Regions from separate parts of the Mus musculus genome. Here region 2 is linked to region 1. Evidence: chromatin contacts called from public Hi-C data. All regions are on one chromosome and are shown on one strand. The core of a region is the stretch at or near the end of the contact, and the rest is flanking DNA. Distances in the headings are between cores, read along the strand shown. Region 1 has its middle 120 kb from the start of Edem3. Region 2 overlaps Gm36920 (a long non-coding RNA gene).

The links. A called contact is a pair of places that touch in the nucleus more often than the background predicts.
Region 2: a contact with region 1 is called in a Hi-C map of the N1E-115 cell line, with 4 times the contacts expected there. The contact joins two enhancer-like sites. A contact is called at or near these places in 3 of 484 Hi-C or Micro-C datasets (the N1E-115 cell line, bone marrow-derived macrophages and frontal cortex) and 2 of 115 datasets of contacts at active chromatin or transcription factors (embryonic stem cells and extraembryonic endoderm stem cells).

What each region holds. Positions count from the first base shown.
Region 1 is chr1:151,874,331-151,881,182 of GRCm38.p6, forward strand. No RefSeq gene overlaps it. Among named protein-coding and RNA genes, the nearest start is that of Edem3, 120 kb to the left of the region's middle. Within about 2 kb of position 4,156, at least 35 of the 459 cell types and tissues checked have an H3K27ac peak or open chromatin away from gene starts, as enhancers often do. A contact at or near this core is called in the N1E-115 cell line, where this site is marked.
Region 2 is chr1:152,213,258-152,220,109 of GRCm38.p6, forward strand. Gm36920 (a long non-coding RNA gene) reads right to left here. Exons shown (of 8, transcript XR_001779484.1): 8 at 1,051-1,523. Among named protein-coding and RNA genes, the nearest start is that of Gm36920, 73 kb to the right of the region's middle. Within about 2 kb of position 4,329, at least 8 of the 459 cell types and tissues checked have an H3K27ac peak or open chromatin away from gene starts, as enhancers often do. A contact at or near this core is called in the N1E-115 cell line, where this site is marked.

The DNA.
Region 1 (6,852 bases), core at 2,906-5,405:
AACTTACCAAGATTAGTGTCCCTTTTAGAAAGCACACATACACACACACAACCCATGTAAAGTGGTGCCATCCCTGGGCAAGTAGGCCTGGGATGTATACAAAAGCTATTGGAGCAAGGCAGGGGAAGAGACCAGTAAGCAGCTTAGCCCTGTTTCTGCTCTAAATTCCTGCTGTGAGTTCTTTCCTTGGGTTTCCTCACTGCTGACCTGTAACCTGAAAGCCAAATAAACTCGTTCACTGCCATGCTCCTTGGGTCATAGTGCTGCATCAGAGCGACAGAAAGTGAACTAGAACACAGTGGATGGCTATTATACACATATGCATAGAAACAGAATTTGCTGGTTCTTTTCTGATAACTTGATCAAAGTACGTCTCTCCCATATAAAAGTATACTTCATAGAGTGAAAGTATAAGGACTTTGTTATTCTGAAGCAGATAAATTGATGGTAGAAAGGTGTGACAATGTTGTCAAATTGACATAATCTGGGAACACCTGCTATGAGAGTCTCAATACACTGCTTAGATCATGTTGGCTTGTGGGTGGGTATATCTGTGGAGATTTTCCATTTATGTGGAAGGATCTAGCCCATTGCGGGTAGCACCATCCCCTAGCAAGGGTCCTGGAGTTATATAGGAACAATCAAGTAAACAAGTGAGCATGTGTTGGTCAAAAATCTCTCTCTGCTCTTGACTGTGTATGTGATGAAACTAGCTGTCTGAAGTTCCTGCTCTGACTTCTCTACAGTTATGAACAGTAACCCCAGGGTGTAAGCTAAAAGACACCCACCCCACCCCCACCCCAGTTGTATTTGACAGGCATTTAACCACCACAACAGAAATAAAACTAAAAGGGAAAGAAGTGAGGAAACCAAGATAGCCTTCTGACAGTTTCTTATAAATCTTCAAAATAATTTCAGGTAAAATCATGGACCACTTTCCACAAGCTGTGCTTCCTTGAAAGCTCCGTGCTTTGGTAAACGCCACCCTCTCTGCCCTTGGGAGCTTTGCATTTCTCTCATTTTCTGTCTCTTGTCTGGAAAACCCCTGTTCAACATTGCCTCATTCCTTTCTCCTTCTTTGACTCTTCAGTAATTGCCAAGAGTTGAGTAAGGAGCTGGAGAATGTGACCCAGGCTTGCCACCCACCCATTCATTCAGCAGGTAAAATTTGACTTTTTTTTTTTTCTGTGTTCTAGTCACAGCATTAGGTGGAGGGAATCCACTGACAAGTGAAGAAGACAGTATTATTTTCCTTATAGGACTGCCTCTTACTCAAGTTTCCCACTAGTCTGTGAGGGGAGCGAGGACATCCTTCATCCTGCCTCCACATGGGAAACTATCCCAAGCACATGGTGACTCCAAGGAGGATGCTGTCCAGTTGCCCAGGGAGGGAACACTGCCTGAGGGAGAAGGGACCAGGTTTCCCTAAAGCCCACTGGGATGTCTCCATTAGAGGGTATGAAGAGGATTCTAACAATCTTCAAAAGAAGAAAAAAAGACCCAAAACCACAGCTGCCTAGACTTCAGCTATTTGGGAAAGAAAACCTGGACCCAGGAAATAGCTGAAGCAGACCAAAACTATGTGGTGGGATCCAGGGCAGGGACTTTTAGAGTCAGCGATGCTGTCACAAGCTCTTCTACCTGGAATTGGGGAGCTTGGAAACCAACATAGGGTTATGAGAAGGACAAATGCTGGAGGCCCTGGGTGGGCATCTCTGGCAGGTGAAGTTTCCATGCTGAGAGGCCCATGATGCCCTTGGGATAAGAGATAAAGAGACCGTGGTGCTTACTTGGAGAAGCACCCAGCTTCATGGATCAAACAAACAAACAAAAAACAAACAAAAAACAAATAACCCAGCTCTTTAAGGTAGGGTATGGGAACCTTGGCTGCTATGTCATCATAAATAGACCTTGTTCAGACTAGTTCTTCATTGTTCTCCTCCCCCCTCTTTGCCTTCTCCTTCCCTCCCTTCTTCTCTCGCCCCTGCACTCTCTTCCACTTCTCAAGAACTCATTATTCTTCTGCCCTGGGGATTGGGGTACAGGCAGGGGATTGAGGTGAGGCCTCTTGGATGGCTGCCACCCAAGGAATTACAGGGCAGGACGACAAAACCTCTTAGGGAATTGCAGGTCACTGTGGTCAGGCAGAAGGACTCAAAGAACCAGGTCAGGGAGCTAAGCTGGGGTCTCTGGGTCACCTTGGGAAGGAAGCAGGATGCCTGGACTGAGTGACTCTGGAAGACTGAGAGGGAGGGGAGCACTGATGGGCTTTGTGTAGGCACGAGAGACTCCTCAGAATTTGATTTAGAAAAGTGGCAACAGCCCAGTTACTGGGAGGACTCTATTGATCTGTAGCAGCATTGTAACAAGATACCACAGGGTAAGGGGTTTCTTTTTTTTTTATTAGGTATTTTCCTCATTTACATTTTCAATGCTATCCCAAAGGTCCCCCATACCCACCTCCCCAATCCCCTATCCACCCACTCCCCTTTTTGGCCCTGGCATTCCCCTGTACTGGGGCATATAAAGTTTGCAAGTCCAATGGGCCTCTCTTTGCAGTGATGGCTGACTAGGCCATCTTTTGATACATATGCAGCTAAAGACAAGAGCTCCCGGGTACTGGTTAGTTCATATTGTTGTTCCACCTATAGGGTTGCAGTTCCCTATAGCTCCTTGGGTAATTTCTCTAGCTCCTCCATTAGGGGCCGTGTGACCCATCCAATAGCTGACTGTGATCATCCACTTCTGTGTTTGCTAGGCCCCGGCATAGTCTCACAAGAGAGAGCTATAACTGGGTCCTTTCAGCGAAATCTTGCTAGTGTATGCAATGGTGTCAGCATTTGGAAGCTGATTATGGGATGGATCCCTGCATATGGCAGTCACTAGATGGTCCATCCTTTCGTCACAGCTCCAAAGTTTGTCTCTGTAACTCCTTCTATGGATGTTTTGTTCCCATTTCTAAGAAAGGGTAAAGTGTCCACACTTTGGTCTTCATAAGGGGTTTCTACAGAAAATCGCTGTGTGTGTGTGTGTGTGTGTGTGTGTGTGTATGTGTGTGTGTGTATGTGTGTGTGTATGTGTGTGTGTGTATGTGTGTGTGTATGTGTGTGTGTGTATGTGTGTGTGTATGTGTGTGTGTATGTGTGTGTGTAAGTGTGTGTGTGTGTGTGTGTGTGTGAATACAATCTCATTTTGCAGTCTATACTGGTTTGGAACACTGAATTCATAGCAGCCCTCCTCATTCAGTGTTCCACTGGAGTGCTGGGGTCACAAGTGTGAGCCATCATACTTAGCTTTCAATAGAGCAAATGTAAAATCTGTCCCTTGTAGGTATAAACTGCCACTAATTATAAAAGAAAGGATCCAAGTTTATGAGTTTTTATGAGCCAAGCTGGTTTTGAAGATTCATTTTTTTTCAGTTAGATTTATTAAGGGATAATTAAATAATACAAAATACACCTTTGAATAGTGTTTGATATACTCTGCCTCTAGGGAATGGCTTAGGATCCCTTTGCAATTTCCTCCGTCCAAATCCTCTGCAACACTGATCCGATTCTGTCGTCGTGATTTTCCCTTATGTCATAGAAGGGGAATTGAAGACTGGCACCCTTCACTTAGTCAAATGCTGTGGGTGTTCTTTTGTATTGTATCTCTGAGTAACTCCCCCTTACCATTTTCGTTCTATTATATGGATCTACCATACCTGTTAAGCCATTTTTCAGCTGATGGACATTTGAGTAGTATTTATCTTTTGGAAATCATGAATAGTTGCCATGGAGATTACTGCACAAGTCTTGGGTGGGTGAGATTCTTTCTCTTGAATAAGTAATGGAGTGTGGGATTTTTTGGAAAACATGTCACATAAATGCCCTCAATTCTGAGGTTACAGACACTTGTGACCACACCCAGACTATAGCGTGGGTGCTGGGGTTCAAACTCAGGACCATGTCATGATTGCTCAGCAAATGATCTTACCCACTGAGCCAGCTCCTCAGCTATGAGTTTTTTAGGTAGCTGAGGTTGACTTCTTGGCTCTACCTCCTGTGCCAGGATTACAGGTGTGGAGCAATCCCATCCTGCATCAGCACCATCTATTTAAAGGACAACTGTGCTGGGAGTGGTGGCATTCACTTGTGATCTTGGCAGTCCAGAGAGGCTAAGGCAGGAGAATGGGGAGTTTGAGGGCAGCCCACGCATGCTATTAGTGAGTTTCCTGATCACTCAGAAACAATGATTACTTTGTCTCAAAACAAACAGAAAACAAAAGGCAATGCTTTCCCGGAATGAATTACTGTGACACCTTTGTTTGGAAGCAATTGATCATGAATGGGTGGGTCTGTTTCTGGACTCTTACTCCTAATTATGGTAATCTTAGAAACAGGCTTTGTTATTTCAGTCAACTGGTCAGGTTTTAAATAGACAGAACATTTAGAACCGGTGGCTGTCGGTCTCTTTGGATCTCAGGATTCAAAGCAAACACCATTTGTGTGTGTGTGTGTGTGATGGAAACTCCAGGCAGGCAGGCAGGCATGCCATGCCAGGCTCCAGAGGCTCCCGTTTTGTTCTGAGGAGCAAGCTAATGTTCTCCCGCAGGTGAGCATACATACATCTGTGACTGGGACGTCAATCTGAACCACTCATACCCCAGCAAAACAGGCGGAGGCTTTCTCACAGGTACCCTTCCCTGCACGAAGTTTCTGGTTTACAAGGATTCTAACTCATAACGCAAGAACATCACAGGCTCCAGGACCAGAGTTCTCTGGGAGGAGGTTGAGGAGGGCTGGAGAGAAAGCCAGAACAAAGGCGTAATATTCTAGACGCTTTGCCACCATTATGGCAGCAGGGTCCTCTAGCAGGATGAGCCAGAGCTGAGGCCACGATTGCCGCATGGCCAGCTTCCCTGGGGCTTCTCAGAAAGCCAGCCTTTCAGCTACAGAGCTGCTGCCTGTTCTTAGACGGTGGATTGTTAGCGGGCTCGAAATAGACCATTCATTTTCTTCTTCTTTTAGCACAGAAGGGTCTCACATCTCCAAACACCACCAGGGACCTGAATGTTTCCAGTCAAAACCTTCCCCAGACCACAGACCTCTGGTAAGAGGAAAGGCTTTGGAGGGCAAAGAACCACCCACCAGCCTGGAAACCACAGAGTACACAGGAGACAGAGGCCTCTTGCTCTTAAATACTGGGGGCCTACCACCATTGATCCATAGATGCTATCTTCCCAGTCGGCCTTCCCCCTACTCTCCGCCTCAAGAAATACATCAGTTTGCTAGGTGTGGGGAGCACTGATTGGCTACTAGCTGTCATGTGCTCTCAGAAGCTGCCTGTCACAACCAATCGCGCAGTAAGAACGGAGCACAGTCCTGTGGGGAATGGGTGCGGTTCTTCAGTATCCCTTAGTGCAATAGTCATCTGGTGGATACCAAATCACACGCGTTTCTTGTTTAGAAGAGATCACGTGCTGTTGGGAGCTACGGAGACTTTGGGCCAGACAGGGTCCAGTGGATGCGTGACTTTGTTATGGCAAGAGAGTTGGCAGGAATGGTTTGGGGAGAACCCGGTACAATGCCTGAGATACTAAGATGATGCTTGCAGATCGCTACTGTTTCTCACTCATGAGCCTAAAAGGTTGAGAAGAGAGCCACCAGCTCGGGAAAGCAGCGAGGGAGAAATAAAGGGGAGGAGGGAGAGCCAGGAATTAGTAGGCAGCAGCCATTGTGAGAAGGGCTGCGGGTAGAAACTGCGCGTAATTCCATACCCGTGCCTCAAGGCAGTGCGGATCTACGGCGGAGGGTTTCCGGTGGGATTCAGGATAGGAAGGACATACTTCAGACACCAGTTTCTGTTGAAGGATGGGCAGAGTATCCTAGAAGAAAGGCAGATGAGGAGGTTCTGCGTGGCTCTGGCAGAGGCTGGAGTGATGCCAACGGCATGTCATCCTAAGATGTAAACATGAAGGGTACTAGAGCCGAATGGTGATAAGCAAGGCCTCTGAGTAGAACAAGCCTGAGTTGGTACTGTGTTTCTACCATTTATTGCTGTATGACCTCGGACAAGTTAATCTCTTTGAGGCTTAGTTTCTTTAACTATAAAAGAGTCAGTAGCTATTTCTCTTTTCTTCCTTTCTTCTTTTTCTCTCTTTCTCTCTTTTTCTTTTTCCTTTATTTTTGGCAGCACTTTAGCATTTTATTTATTTATTTATTTTATTATTTTTATAACTTTTTTTCTTATTCACTTTCATCCCACTCACTGCCCCCTCCCAGTCACCAGGAGTGAATTATATGAGCTCACGAGGATGGGTCAGAGGATGGATCTGCTGCCTATGTGATGTGGACTGCCAGTCCACTCTGCCAGTGTTCAAGCAACTGCTTTGGAAATCAGGAAAGTCTGGAGACCATGTTACCCAGGATGCTTCAGCCTCCTTTCCAATCCTTATTTGCGTATCTACATTTTGGAGGCTCCTCAAAGCTCTTCCCTTCCAGGTGTACTGGGGGTGGGGGATGGGGAGAGATATTTGAGGCGACCTCTGCTTTCAGCAATATCCTCTGAAGGGTCTGAGATACAGTCAGGAATGCCAGGCCCATCATTTCAAAGATAAAGGAGGCTTTGGGAAAACTTGACGTCAGGTTTCTCCTATTGTTCCTTGGGACAAAGCCTGTGAGAAGAGGGTGGGGACTAAAGTCAGACAAGGCCTTGTTAGTGACTTCAGTTTCATTCCTAGCAAGACAGAGCTTGGGAAAAGAATTGATTCCCTTTCATGTGTCCCCCGCTCCTCACACACTACTCAAACCGAGCCTTTAAATCTAAAACCCCATTTGTATTCCAGTCTGATCATAGGGTACTGGGATCCCT
Region 2 (6,852 bases), core at 3,079-5,578, 340 kb after region 1:
TATGCATGGATAAATAGATAAATTAAAAGTGTTGAAAGTCTAGCCAGGACACAAACAGAAAATGCAGAAAATCTGTGTGAAGGTTCTCAAAAGTTGCTGACTATCTTGAAAATGTTTCCTAGAGGAGAGGATCAATCTAGGGTCCGAGAATTATGACATCAATGTCTGTTTTGCTATGGATCCCTAGGGATTGCTGGTAAGCCAATATAGCTGAAATGGAGAATTGTGGATTCAGTAAGAGATCCTGTCTCAAAAACTAAGGTGGAGAGGCTAGAGAAAGAGCAGACCCTTGAGACATGAAGCAGGAACATTTGGGCAAACACAGACAAAGCTAAGGTCTTTGAACTTCAACAGTAACAGTGTCTTAACAAGTAATATTACAAATGAGAACCCCAATCCAGAAGAAGGACTGGAGAGCATGGTTTTGATGTGGGTGAAGGAAACCATGCTTAACAATTTATCTTGCACGATCAGCTTCAGATATAGGACTATGTAGCTACAATTCAGTAATATTTTTCTGTCTTGTTTCTTTGTCACCTTATATAAAAGGTTGGGTTAGTTATAGCTCAGTGGCACAGCATATGCTTAGAACATACAAGACTGTGGATTTGAACCCTGGCAAGATAAGTGGGAACTACCTCAGTCCTGTCAGCGTTCTTCCCAAGCAATGGAAACAGTCCTCAGTTAAATTATAGAAACACAGAGAGGTCTAAAAGCAGCAGCGACTATTACATGCATTCTTCCTGCCTTCCATGGTTTCAGTGCCAACAGTTTTCCATCCAAGGCTGATCACTCAAGATCAAAGTTACCCGAGAGAGTGCACCCCGGCCTCGGTAGTGTCATGTGTCCATGCCTTTTTCCAGTAGGACTGCACTCTGAGTCCACATGAACTGATGGAGAGTTGAGGTTCCTAGAAAATCCAGGAAGATTGTTCCTAGAAAAGGGAAGAGCTTGCACACATACACACACAAGTATGTACACATGTACTCACATGTGTGCACACAGGCACACATGCACATACATGCACACACACACACACAAACACGCACACACACAAGCACAGGTGCACTCGTGCACACACACACACACACATACACGCACACACGCACACACACAGTTTTAAGCCTGTCACAAAAGGTAAAGGACAGAATCTAGACAACGTGCTTACAGTTCAAAGCATTTTCTTCCCTCCCTGCTAGAGAATTAGGAGAGTGGGGACCCTGGCTGCCCTGGAGGAACACATGGTAAGAACTGACCCTCCACTCACTGTGTTGATCACTCATCTCTGGCAATCACTCCCAGAGTCTGTCTCATGTCCAGCCATTGTTCTGTGCAGTGAGAGATGCCAGCCCTACCCAGCCATGCCTGGTTTATAGCATTCTCTCCAGTTGTCTGCAGCATGAGCCATGAATGCCCTCCTTGTCTGTCCATCTCTGCAGCGTGAGCAGTGAGCTCTCCCAATCCATCCTTCTCCTTAGGATTCAACATCACTTTTCAAATGCACATCTTGGTTTTGAAATTTTCTAAGTGTATAGAAACATTGAAATAATTACAGTAAGCACTCATAAACACACCACCTAAATTCCACCGTTAGTATTTTAGTTCTTTTGTTTAATTGGGTATCCACCTGCAATCCACCCATCCACCCATCCACCCATCTATCCATCTCTCTCTCTCTCTATCCATCCATCCATTCATCCACTCATCCAAGCTTCCATTTAACAACACTGTCTTGATGGAGTTATGAAGTTTTCGTTTTGTATTTTTTTCTCTTTTGTACAATACTGATCCCAAATAGTTGTATCAACATTGGCAGACAAATGTCTGGCAGAGACATGTGCAACTCCTTGAGGCTGGACAATTTTTTTTGTTAATATTTTGACTAGAAAAAGTTTTTAAAGCATTCGTTTTTCATAAGAAGTAACAATCTGTTCTTTCTGGTAGCTTTCTTGACTCCTATTATTTCTAACTATGTCTCTAAAATAGATTTTTTTTTTTTTTTAGATAATTGTTTCGAAATGACAGGGAAGAGTTCTTAGAAAAAAAAATACTGGCTGAAGTGACTCCAAATTGGATTATCTAGATGGATCACTTTGTAGATGGTGGTGGTGGTGGTGGTGGTGGTGGTGGTGGTGGTGGTGGTGGTGGTGGTGGTGTTAAGTTTTGAACAATGCTTAGAAATTGTTCTACAATTATTAAAATGTGTTCATATCTGATTACCAAATCTCAGAGATGTGCAAGAAACTTAGAAGGGTATTTCCAGTCCTCAGAATTAAATAAGTGTCTCTACTTGCAAGGACGGTTCTTACTGAGATATCTGTACACATAGAGTTGTGTTAGATTCTTATGTGACTGAGTTTCATTATTAACTTCATGGTTTGGATTTAAGACCCTAAACTCAAGACTTCAGCATTTGAGTTCCAACTGATTTGTTTCTGTTTTTGTTTTTTTTTTTGTTTTTTTTTAAAGCCAGTTTGGAGCCATTGGTGTTACAGTGGAAGAGCCCTATCACAGGCACTTCTGCAGGACACACACAGCTTGGTGTCCACATAACCTGGACACATGGCACCTGCTCTTAGTGCCATTTCTTTGACCTGTGGCATGAACTTTATTACCTGAGTTTCATTTCAACGGATGCATGAGAATGAAACTATGTGGAAGTACCATAGGGAAAGGGGACTTAGCAGATGGCTAGAGAAGACTTGTCAGGACCTAGAACAACCCTGCCAGGGGGAGGACTGGTGGTGGTAGTAGTGAAACAGCCTGAAGGGTGGAATCAAACTGAAACAGAATGTCAGGACATGACAAAGAAAAGAGGGAAAGATGGAGCGAAGGCAGAGTTCTGGAGAGAGATGTAAAGACTCTGGATAAAAAAACGTGGGCGTGGTGGCGCACGCCTTTAATCCCAGCACTAGGGAGGTAGAGGCAGGAGGATTTCTGAGTTTGAGGCCAGCCTGGTCTACAAAGTGAGTTCCAGGACAGCCAGGGCTACATAGAGAAACCCTGTCTCGAAAAACCAAAAAAAAAAAAAAAAAAAAAAAAAAGATGTGTCTGGGAGCTCAGCTGGAACCTTAAACGAGCACAGCACTGTGTGGCAGGACAGGCTTTGGGTCATAGGACAGGATCAAAAGCGAACAAAGCTACAGCCATAAGTCTGAGTGATTCTACCACTACTCTCTCACACACTACTCTCTCCCCTGCACCTTTCCCAACACTATCCAAATTATTCTTTCTATATTCGTCATTGCCTAATGCCTCATGCTGGATATATCGGGAGAAAATGAACTCATCCATAGCTCCAGACAGGACTCTCTCACTTGCTTAAGCCAATTAGCACAGCCTGCTGCCTAGCCACTGCCAAAGATTCAGAGATGGCTCTGAGACCTGTATTAAAATGCTTAGAAGAGAAATAGCCTCTCCCACATGATGTAGTCTTGGATGGGAAACGTAAAATTGCTAGAATCATGGTGAGTCCATGAGGAAAGCCAGCTGAAGGATGAAGCATACCCTTTAAAGGCAGAAAACTCAGGTCAGTAAAAACTTCATGGATCCCCTGGGCCAGCCTCTGTTCAAGTTCCAAAGATTCTAGAACTTAAGAAATGTATCTTTATTATTATTTTAAGACTATGTTTCATGTAGCCTGGGCTTTTCTTAAACTTGCCTTATTGCCTAGGAGAGGCTTAACCTCCTAATCCTCTTGCCTCTACCTTCCAAGTTCAGGGACTGCAGACATGCACCACCCTGTCTAGGTGACTTTCTTATTGAACAGCTACAAATTGTTAATGAGAATGGTGTATACCCTAGAACTATTGGTAACATGGGAAATGGTGCTGATTTGATTCCCTAGTCAGGGAGTATTGGGCACATAGGATATGCTCAGTTAAAATGTATGATGGGAGAGGGGCTTCACTTCCTATAATACACATTCTTGCTAAAAATCTGATATGGGACACAAAAGTAAGATGTTACAGGTTTGTCCTAGCAGAATGGGTGCCAGTGAACATGAGCGGCACAGTAGAGTTGAGGTAAAAATTACACGGCATGTTTTCTTCCTGTTTCCTCTCTCTTCAGACACGAGGTACCTGAGGACATAGGAGAGAGACTAGGCAATGGAATTTTTTCTAACTGCTTTTCTTTCAGATTGTTTCTGTTCCTGGAATCCAGCAGCATAAAAAAGGGGGCGACACCGGCATTTCCTCACTTTTCAGGACAGAGTGGTCTACCTAAAAGGGAAAAGAACTGAGTGCTGTATCAGATGTCAGGCCTTGACACTGCCCCATCCAGGAAAGCAGGAAGTCTCTCTCCACGCAGGCTTTCCACTTCTGGTAGTGTTGGCTGCTTTCCAAAGTGGGAAGAATAAACCAGCACAGCCTTGCCAAGATGTCTATAGCATCCTTCAAACACATCTTCAAATCTTCAGAAACACTCAGGGCCTGGTTAAGGAAGAAATAATGCTCTATGGGAACCCCCCAGCACCCTGCCCTGTCACCAAACAAGGTTGGGATGTAGCTGTTGGTGTGAAATGCTGAGACTCAGTTGCTCTCGATCTTAGACACATTTCAGAAATCAAACAAAGCTCCACTCTGCTAATAAAGGAAGTTGTAGAGTCACCACACCAATCTCCAAACTTGTACATCATCATCATCATCATCATTATTATTATTGTTGTTATTTTATTATTATTATTGTGTGTGTGTATGTGTGTGTGTGTGTACTTGTTTATGGACCAAACACATTGATATTTGAGCCTGCTGATTTCTTTTGCAGAAAGCCCTGTACATTGTTAACCAAGGGTGTGCATAACCTTGAGGGGTCTGTGGTGCTGGAAGGCAGGGTCAGTGAATAGAGTACAGTGGATGGAGCAGCTCACAGTGGGAAGGAGACAAACAGGTCAAACAAAGAAAGGGAGCAGCTAGCTTAAGGCCTTCTGCTCTGAGGTGAGATTTTTAAGAGCTAGGAGGCCTGGGTGTAAACAAAGGCCATAGATGAGTCACAAAGTCTATCCATGGTGACTCTGGGACGTGACCCAGGGGAACGTGGGTAGTGATGTCTCACTGGCCTGTTGTTATAAGTGCTGAGTACACAGGTAAATAAGAGACCCCTGACCTCCTGGGTTTACACTGTCATACAGATTGTTCAAACAGAAATCTGACACCCAAGAACTATTGACACCCAAGCATTGAAGAGTCGTGATCCTGATGTTGGAGAAGCTTAGAGGATGCCTATGAAGTTGGGAAGTTGGGGTGGGAAAGATCAGTGGGTTTCCGCTGGGTTTTGTGGAGAGAGTAATGCTGAATGGCTGTGTACAGAAGTGTAAACACAAGTCATGGGTTGAAGAATAGGCAGAAGTAGCCTTCTGTTGATTCTGGGATATACATGGACCCCCTACATGCTCACAAATCCCCGCCCCTCATCTTTACATTCAAAGCATGAAATCGAAGTATTTGCAGGAGTAAAAAGAAGACATTACTAAGGAGGGACAGATGCTCTAGAGTTTCTGAAACAGAACAGCCCCGCTGTCACGCAAGCTCTATGTGACACCTGTGTGTGGCTTGCTCTCTCAATAGAGACAATATTTCATTAGAAAGGCAAGTTCAGGCTGTAATCAGCAGACTTCAGGAACTTGTGAGCTGCAGCAACACCATCTTCTGAGATCTGAGTTCACTTCAAGCACAACTTCCAAGGGCGTTTCCCGAGTGTCTCCTCAGGGCAGGACTCCGGATGAGAAGGAAATTAGTTAAGGAGTGTATCATGAGTGCAGGACAAAGCTATCCATCTGCCAGTTCCCCACCCCCCAATCCATTGGCCATATTCCTTCCCATCATGTACCTGAGCGTTACCCTGTGAACCACAGGAAGAGAACAGAAATGAGAAAGGAGGACTGCCTCTTGTCTGAGTCACAAATCCAAGAGCTCTTCCCTGGACCTGCAGCATGACTTCCATCATGACAGTGAACCACATCTCTTGAGAAAAGCAATGACTGATGTCATCTGAAGACTAAGGTCCCATGCAAGATGAGGTCAGCGACAACTCAGCTGCCTTTTAAGGTAATGTTCTGTCTCTGATTTGCAAGATCTGAAAAGCCTGTCACACATTTAGCCCTTTTTATCTCTCCCTCACCCAAAGGCCAATGCCTGGAGAATGGCACCTCCAGGAGCCCACTCCAGGCATGGCATAGACAGTCCCTTTTGTCCTGACCTGACTTGTATGTTGTAGCAGCTTGTATTACAAATGCTGATTGGGTCCCCAAAGAACAGTTTGCACTAGAGGGTCTGCACATAGCTTCTGGGAACCTGCCCCCCAGTTAATTCTGATTAATACATAAAGATGCCAGTAGCCAATAACTGAGGAGAGAAAGAGGTGGGGTTTTAGGTTTCCTGGGCTTGGGACCAGGAGGAAGGAGAGAGAGGGACCTGCCCTACCTTGGGAGAATGTGTCGAGAGGAGATAGAGAGATTGGAAGAAGGAGGGAGGGAGGGAGAGGGAGGGAGGGAGGGAGGGAGGGAGGGAGGGAGGGAGGGAGGGAGGAGGAGGAGGAGGAGGAGGAGGAGGAGGAGGAGGAGGGACAGAGAGAGAGAGAGAGAGAGAGAGAGAGAGAGAGAGAGAGAGAGAGAGAGCGCCACGGGGTAGGGAAGCAAGGAGAGATCCCTGGGCTTGGGGCCAAGAAAGAGTGGCCCAGAGGGCTGCTTAATTGGGTCCAGAGCAGCCAAGATGGAACGTAGACATTAGTAAGTAGTAATTCAGAATTATCTGTGGGAGGCAGATTCTAGCAACATGGAGGCTAGGCCGTTCCCCTGCTATTGTGCTGCTTAAGGCGAATTAGAATATAAAAGCTGTGTGTGTGTGTGTGTGT